2 separate regions of the Xenopus tropicalis genome follow, and region 2 is linked to region 1. The links are chromatin contacts, called in public Hi-C maps. All regions are on one chromosome and are shown on one strand. The core of a region is the stretch at or near the end of the contact, and the rest is flanking DNA. Distances in the headings are between cores, read along the strand shown. Region 1 holds the start of tgoln2 (trans-Golgi network integral membrane protein 2). Region 2 holds the start of r3hcc1 (R3H and coiled-coil domain-containing protein 1).

Region 1 (3,872 bases), core at 398-2,897:
CAGTATTTAATACTATTCTGTGTGCAAGAGGCCACCAACAAAACCCTTTCTTTTAACCTCAGCCTTAGGCAATCTGTGACCCTGTCATGAACTACAAACTATATTTATCATGCTGTGTAAAAAGCAGTGTACAGCGTTACCAGCGATGTTGCCCAGGGCAACCAATCAGCAATTACATTTCAACAGTTAGAAAACCAAAGCAAAGCATCTGATTGGCTGCTATGAGCAACTTATACCCCTTAGGGTCATGTGTACTAAGATTGGAGATAAATATCACTAGTGATGTTGCCCATAGCAATAAATCAGCATTTAGATTTGAACTGTCACCTAAAAGTCAGAAATCAAGAGCAAGATCTGATTGGTTGCTACTGGCAACATCACCAGTAATATTTATCTCCAATCTTAGTAGTCTTCAAATATTAATTGAATACTGGTGTAGGGATCCCCAGACTTGAGCCCCTTAGATGGGTTCCCGTTAGGCACTAGAGGTTGGATTTTTTGAGTTAGACACCTAAAGGTGGTCCTAGGTAGGATCACTTGGTGGGAGTACCGTGGGTAACCCAACAGGAGAGAGGTTCTCTAAGACTGAAGTTAAGGAGACAGTGCCCTGATGAATGTGTTCCACTCCTGGAGAGGTCTGCCCTGAATAAAGAGATTCATCTCGTTCACTATACCCACTTGTGTCTGTCTCTTTCCTATCAAGGGATCACCTACTGGCCGGTAAGCAAATACCCCAAGGGAGGGGCAAGGTGCAGGGAGTTGTGTGGAGTCCCAGTCAAGGATTAACGTACAATATCAAGTTCCCAGGGTTGTGAGTTATGGTCTCACAGTATCACCCCTGGGTGGAGGCCCACCATTGAACTGTACAGCACCTGTCCCCCATAGTAAGCGGGGCTCAGGACTCCTATAGCCAGGGGCGGCCAAGCCGACCGGCACCCTAGGCAACCCGGTCGGCCAACTCAGCCCACCTCCCCGCGCATGCGCATGCCAAAGCACAGGAGGCAGTGCAGGGGGGGGGACGATTAGATCGGTCATTGCCTCCGCCGCTAATGACAAGCGGCAGAGGCAATGACAAAGTAGCACTAGGGGTAGGCAGGAGAGGCTCCTGCCTGGCGCCCCTCAATCGTTGCGCCCTAGGCAGCTGCCTCTTCTGCCTACCCCTAGTTCTGGCCCTTCCTGTAGCGCCAAAGTAATAGCAAGTAGCAGCACTGCCAACTAAAGTGGGCTACACTGGGAAATGGAGGGACTAAGGTTACCAAACTCAAAAGTTGTCAAGCGGGTCACTAATCCAACATCACCCAAACTGATCCCTATACCTGTGCCCAGGCCTTGTAAATAAGTGTCCACTCCGTCACAGAGAAATTAAATCTTCAAATACATCTATAAGGTATATATCTCATTTAGTGAAAGTTATATATATTAGCCAAGAATAGGTTTTTTACATAATTGCCATAGTTATGCATGACTAGGTGTAATAGCAGCAGCAGCAGCAGCAGCAGCAGCAATAACATGAGCAGTTCCAAATCATGCCAAGGCCGGCCATATTAGTACACTCACCGTCGAACATTCAAACGCCGGCGATACATCCGTAGCACTGACTTCATTCAAGGTGTAGAAAGATGGCGGCGCGGATACAGGAAAGCGGAAATACCTATTTTTTTTTTATCTCACTTATTTCCTGTAACGATGGCGACTAAGGCGTCTTGGTTGTTGCTTCTGCTCCTTGTTTCGCTGAGCGCTGCGGATAATGGCGAAGGTGAGATGCTTTAGGCTTCAGCTGTGGGGTTTTACCTGCTGGTTTTGGGTGGGTTTAGATGCCTCAAGGCAAAGCTTTATGGGACTGATGCGTGTACCTTCCGCCTTCCGCCCACCAGTCTCTGTCACTATCGTCATTGGCTCCCGGCCTAGATACACTCTCACAGCATTCGGGCTTCTTGTTATTGTGGGAATGAAATAGGTTGTGTGGGGTTTCCCTTGTGCTCATTCTCTTTTCTCTTATGTGTTTGCTAATGGCACCTGTATTCTAACTGGCACTTCCTTTACCAATTAATGGTATCTCATAGAACTATAAACTGGTTTTACACAACCTTGGCTCACAGCAATGAGAGGTTATGCCTTAATGGCACAGTAAAGGTGCCTGTCACCCACATTATTATTATTAATAATCAAGCAATCAATAACTGATACAAGAGGTGAAGCACATATAAAAAGATATGTAATAAAAGTCCTTCAGAAATTAAGCATGTAACCCAAATTTTTTAATTAAATCATCCATACCTGTTATAAATAGACTTAAAAATCTGAGCTGTCAATCATATATTGCCTGCCCCGCCTCTATGCCTCCGGCATAGAGGCGGGGCAGGCAATATATGATTAACAGCTCAGATTTTTAATTACAATTACTTTAACTTTCCATTCAGCACTTCCTAGATATCACCTAGATGGCAGATTTTGGGGTGAAACAAAGCTTGCCTTAAAGGAACAGTAACACCAAAAAAGTGTTTTAAAGTAATTGAAATATAATGTACTGTGGCCCTGCACTGGTACAACTGGGGTGTTTGTTTCAGGAACACTACTATAGTTTATATAAATACGCTGCTGTGTAGCCATGGGGGCAGCCATTCAAGCTGGAAAAAAGGAGAAAAGGCACAGGTTACATAGCAGATAACAGATAAGACACCATTGTATTCTACAGGGTTTATCTGTTATCTGCTATATAACCTGTGCCTTTTCTTCTTTTGAATGGCTGCCCCCATGGCTACACACCAGGGTTTATATAAACTTTAGTAGTGTTTCTGAAGCAAACACAAAACTTTTACCAGTGCAAGGCAGCAGTACATTATAGTTTAATTTCTTTGAAATATATACATTTTTTGGTGTTACTGTTCCTTTAAAGGAACAGTAACACCAAAAAATGAAAGTGTATAAAAGTAACTAAAATATAATGTGCTGCTGCCCTGCACTGGTAAAAGTTGTGTGTTTGCTTCAGAAAGTCTACTATAATTTATATAAATAAGCTGCTATGTAGCCATGGGGGCAGCCATTCAAAGGAGAAAAGGCACAGGCACATAGCAGATAACAGATAAAACACTATTGTATTCTACAGAACTGATCTGTTATCTGCTATGTAACCTGTGCCTTTTCTCCTTTTTTCCAGCTTGAATGGCTGCCCCCGTGGCTACACAGCAGCTTATTATATAAATTATAGTAGTGTTACTGTAGCAAACACACTAATTTTACCAGCGCAGGGAAACAGTGCATTATATTTTTATTACTTTAAAGCTCTTTTATTTTTTGGTGTTACTGTTCCTTTAATAAGCAATTCCAGTATGTCTTGTTAGAAATGGTCAACTCAGCAATTATCAGTAAAACTGGTGTGTTTGCTACAGTAACACTACTATAGTTTATATAAAAAGCTGCTGTGTAGCCATGGGGTCAGCCATTCAAAGGAGAAAAGGCACAGGCACATAGCAGATAACGGATAAGTTCTGTAGAATACAATAGTGTTTTATCTGTTATCTGCTATGTGCCTGTGCCTTTTCTACAGCTTGAATGGCTGCCCCCATGGCTACACAGCAGCTTATTATATAAATTATAGTAGTGTTACTGTAGCAAACATACCAGTTTTACCAGTGCAGGGCAACAGTGCATTATATTTTTATTACTCTAAAGCTCTTTCATTTTTTGGTGTTACTGTTCCTTTAATAACAGTGTTCATAAAATGGCGGCTTTCTGCTTGCCGTGACTGTAAATTCCAAGACTGAAGGGAAAAAAAATTATATAGTGTAAGTAAAGTTTATTTTGCTCAACTAACATGATAGAAAATGATTTGGAATTATTTCTTAGTGTGACAGGTCCCCTTTAATCGCCTT
Region 2 (3,872 bases), core at 475-2,974, 240 kb after region 1:
AAATGCATTTATAATGGGTATGGATGTGCTTAATAAAAAATGAGTTTGGGTTTCATGTTTAATTTGAAAAGGACTTTTATTATACAGCTTTTTATGTTTGGGTAACAGGTCCTCTTTAAGCAGTGCTTAAGACAATGCATCATCCATATTAATTGGATCATGCAGGGAAACATGGCGGCATGGTTCAAATTCATGGCCTGCTTACTGCAGGCAGTCGTACTTTGGGGTAGCACTTTTTATTTAAAAAAAACTAGCGATTAGGTTCAGCTCCACATACTTTATTAGTGGGATAAAGACTGCAGAATAGGGTTTTGTTGTCCTTTAATGTTGCTGTAGGCCTATTGGTGGTCTCCCTGACCATGATTATCAATCTTGGAGGGACTAAAGCTCCATAGCTTAAAAACAAATAACTAATAATAATGAACGTATGGTGGGGGCATATAGTGGAATTCTGTAAAGATTACAAAAGCCAGGCCATAAAGAGTCTGCCATTTATGAGAATTTGAGCCTTAAAGTGATACTGACACCAGAAATCAAACCTTTTATAACATTGTCATAACATTGCCTTTGCATGCTATTTATAATTTTGCCATAAAAGTATTTGTCCAAGCTTTTACATTCCCTATCTGATCCTCCATGTTCCTCTATAAGGGGGCGGCCATATTTGTCCAGCAGGGGGCCGTTAGCATTAGAAGCTGTAACTGTCAGGCTGAGAAGGGACAGTCAGGTTGGCAAAACAGTCAGGTTTTGGGATTTCAAGTAACAATTACTTACAAAAGCAAACCTATCAGCAAAAAATGATCAACATGACCTATAGGCAACTTTTTATGTAGATTCATATTTTAAAAAGTTGTTTTTTCGTGTCAGTATCACTTTAAGGCGGCCATACATGGGCCGATTCTAGCTGCTGATATTGGTCCCTTAGGCCGATTCAGCGCTAATCTACCCGTGTAGGGGTAAAAACGACAGGCCTGCCCGACAGATATCTGGCCTGAAATCGGCCAGATATCAATCGGGCAGGTTAAAAAACTTAGTCGGACTGGGGACCACATCAGCTCGTTGAACCGACTGCGCCTATTACCGGCGTTCTAATTCCATCGTTTGGCTGTGGGGCCACTACAAACTACGGTTTGTATATTTTACCCATTCTCCCAAATTAGCAAATAATTTGTCCATAAATTGTAAAAAATATAGCTGGAGTTTTCCCGTAAAACATTTGCCCTGGAACTCAAGATAACTAACGGTCGGTTTCTGAGTGACAGCTGCTGTTATCTAAGTCCTCTATGAAGCAGAGAAAACCCTGCCGGCACTGGCGCCCCGAAACTTTCTACTACTGAACCAATAGGGAACCTGCACACTTTAGAGTTAAGGAAGAGCAAAAAATGACTTTGGTGAACTACACCCATTAGCTTTTCCTAAAGTAACCCTTTAGCTGACCCTAAATTGGGACAAACAAACTCCATATTTGGAGGAGACTCTGGGGCAGCAGTTACTCTCAGCAAAAAATTAATGTCTTTCTTTCCTGACACAAGTAGGAATTGAGAGCATAAACACCTGAACAACTTATCACCTTTTGGCAGCTATCTGGGCATTGCCCGCCAAAATAACATAAGCAGCACACGTATGGCTTTCAGATAACAATTCATGACTAATGTTGGTCACACATTAGAAGCTGACGTTCTGCTAATTGCCAACGCAGCTATGACCACCATCCCACCCCGCCAAGTGCCGGAACCCAGCGGCGCCGCGCTTATATAGGCGTAGTGTGACGTCCCAGTATCGCGGGATTTGCGAGGCGCGGATTGGCTGCGCGGAAGGAGTCGCTGCTCACACTGAGCGCTGTGTTGGTGTGTATAAGTGCAGCGGCGACTCACTGATTTTATTATTCGCTTCTTGTTGTGACTGTCCTGAACCAAAACAACAACAAAAAGAAACAACGTCAAGAAAATACAACTTTCGTTGTTTTTAGTATTGGCAGCTTTCCTATAATGTTGGCACGTCTTCTCCCAGCACTGAATGTGCCTAATGGATAAATACATGCGCTCCAGCCGCACAGCGGTGCAAAGCCTTCCGCAGGGCTGCATAGGGCTCCTGTAGAGCTGTATTATTACACAATACCCAGCCCATGGGGAAGCGTTATGTTGGAACAGTCACCTACATTATTGGCAACACTGGGCTGTGCAGCTGAGCCTTTCACTTTAGTTTTGTGTGTGAAATAACAATTGCAAATTGAGCTAAAGGCCAGGGGCTCTGGCTTTGACCCTTTGGGGCACACCTCCCTGTCCTGCCTATATGCTGAGGTGGGTGGGGAAGGTTAATGGGGCAGGAGTAGAACCAGACCCCACCGGCAGACCCTGTGCCCCCCCATGTTTAGCCGTAGGGAGTAAATTTGGGGAATGGGTATGATGCCGCTTTCCTTGTATGATCCGTGCCAGTAACAGCAGGCCTATACCTGAATGTGGTGCAGCCGGCTACAGCATGAACGCAGTTTCTGACCCAAAATACATAGAAAATGCATTTATTTTTATTCCTCTCTAAGTCTGGGCCAGTGAGCATGACTGAAAATGTTTTTTATTTAATTGTAACCTAAGTGCAGAGTTAATAGCCTGGCTCTACACCCCACCATGTTCAAAACTGCTGTCTTTTGTTTCTTCATAACACAATCCCTCTCCCCTCAGGTTTCTTTCATCAAGTTCTGTTACTTACCGGCACCCTGGAGCAACCAAGCCTCGATGGGGTTTACCTTAGTGGTATTGAATATGACTTTTACCAGCTCATATCCACGGAGCTGGAGCACTTTCTGCATCAAGGAGACCTGAAAAAGTGAGTAACGCGTGAGGCCATCACAAACTCAATGGTAATGCTCTTTTCTAGGCATACAGGTATGGGATCCCTTATCCGGAAACCCATTATCCAGAAAGTTCTGAATTATGGAAACGCCATCTCCCATAGACTCCATTATAAGCAAATAATTCTAATTTTTAAAAACGATTTCCTTTTTCTCTGTAATAATAAAAAAGTACCTGTATTTGATCCCAACTAAGATATAATTACCCCTTATTGGGGGCAGAACAGCCCTATTGGGTTTATTTAATGGTTAAATGATTCCCTTTTCTCTGTAACAATAAAACAGTACCTGTACTTGATCCCAACTAAGATATAATTACCCCTTATTGGGGGCAGAACAGCCCTATTGGGTTTATTTAATGGTTAAATGATTCCCTTTTCTCTGTAATAATAAAAAAGTACCTGTATTTGATCCCAACTAAGATATAATTACCCCTTATTGGGGGCAGAACAGCCCTATTGGGTTTATTTAATGGTTAAATGATTCCCTTTTCTCTGTAACAATAAAACAGTACCTGTACTTGATCCCAACTAAGATATAATTACCCCTTATTGGGGGCAGAACAGCCCTATTGGGTTTATTTAATGGTTAAATGATTCCCTTTTCTCTGTAATAATAAAACAGTACCTGTACTTGATCCCAACTAAGATATAATTACCCCTTATTGGGGGCAGAACAGCCCTATTGGGTTTATTTAATGGTTAAATGATTTCCTTTTCTCTGTAATAATAAAACAGTACCTGTACTTGATCCCAACTAAGATATAATTACCCCTTATTGGGACAGAACAGCCCTATTGGGTTTATTTAATGGTTAAATGATTCCCTTTTCTCTGTAATAATAAAACAGTACCTGTACTTGATCCCAACTAAGATATAATTACCCCTTATTGGGGGCAGAACAGCCCTATTGGGTTTATTTAATGGTTAAATGATTCCCTTTTCTCTGTAATAATAAAACAGTACCTGTACTTGATCCCAACTAAGATATAATTACCCCTTATTGGGGGCAGAACAGTCCTATT

What was found. Hi-C and Micro-C count contacts between places; a contact is called where the count stands out from the background.
Region 2: a Hi-C map of brain shows a contact between it and region 1, with 2.6 times the contacts expected there. The contact joins the promoter of r3hcc1 here to the promoter of tgoln2 in region 1. A contact is called at or near these places in 2 of 5 Hi-C or Micro-C datasets (brain and neurula embryo).

The regions. Positions count from the first base shown.
Region 1 is chr3:126,816,436-126,820,307 of UCB_Xtro_10.0, forward strand. tgoln2 (trans-Golgi network integral membrane protein 2) reads left to right here and starts at 1,648. Exons shown (of 4, transcript XM_002932550.5): 1 at 1,648-1,756. The coding sequence starts at 1,687.
Region 2 is chr3:127,055,071-127,058,942 of UCB_Xtro_10.0, forward strand. r3hcc1 (R3H and coiled-coil domain-containing protein 1) reads left to right here and starts at 1,725. Exons shown (of 8, transcript XM_012959437.3): 1 at 1,725-1,847; 2 at 2,679-2,823.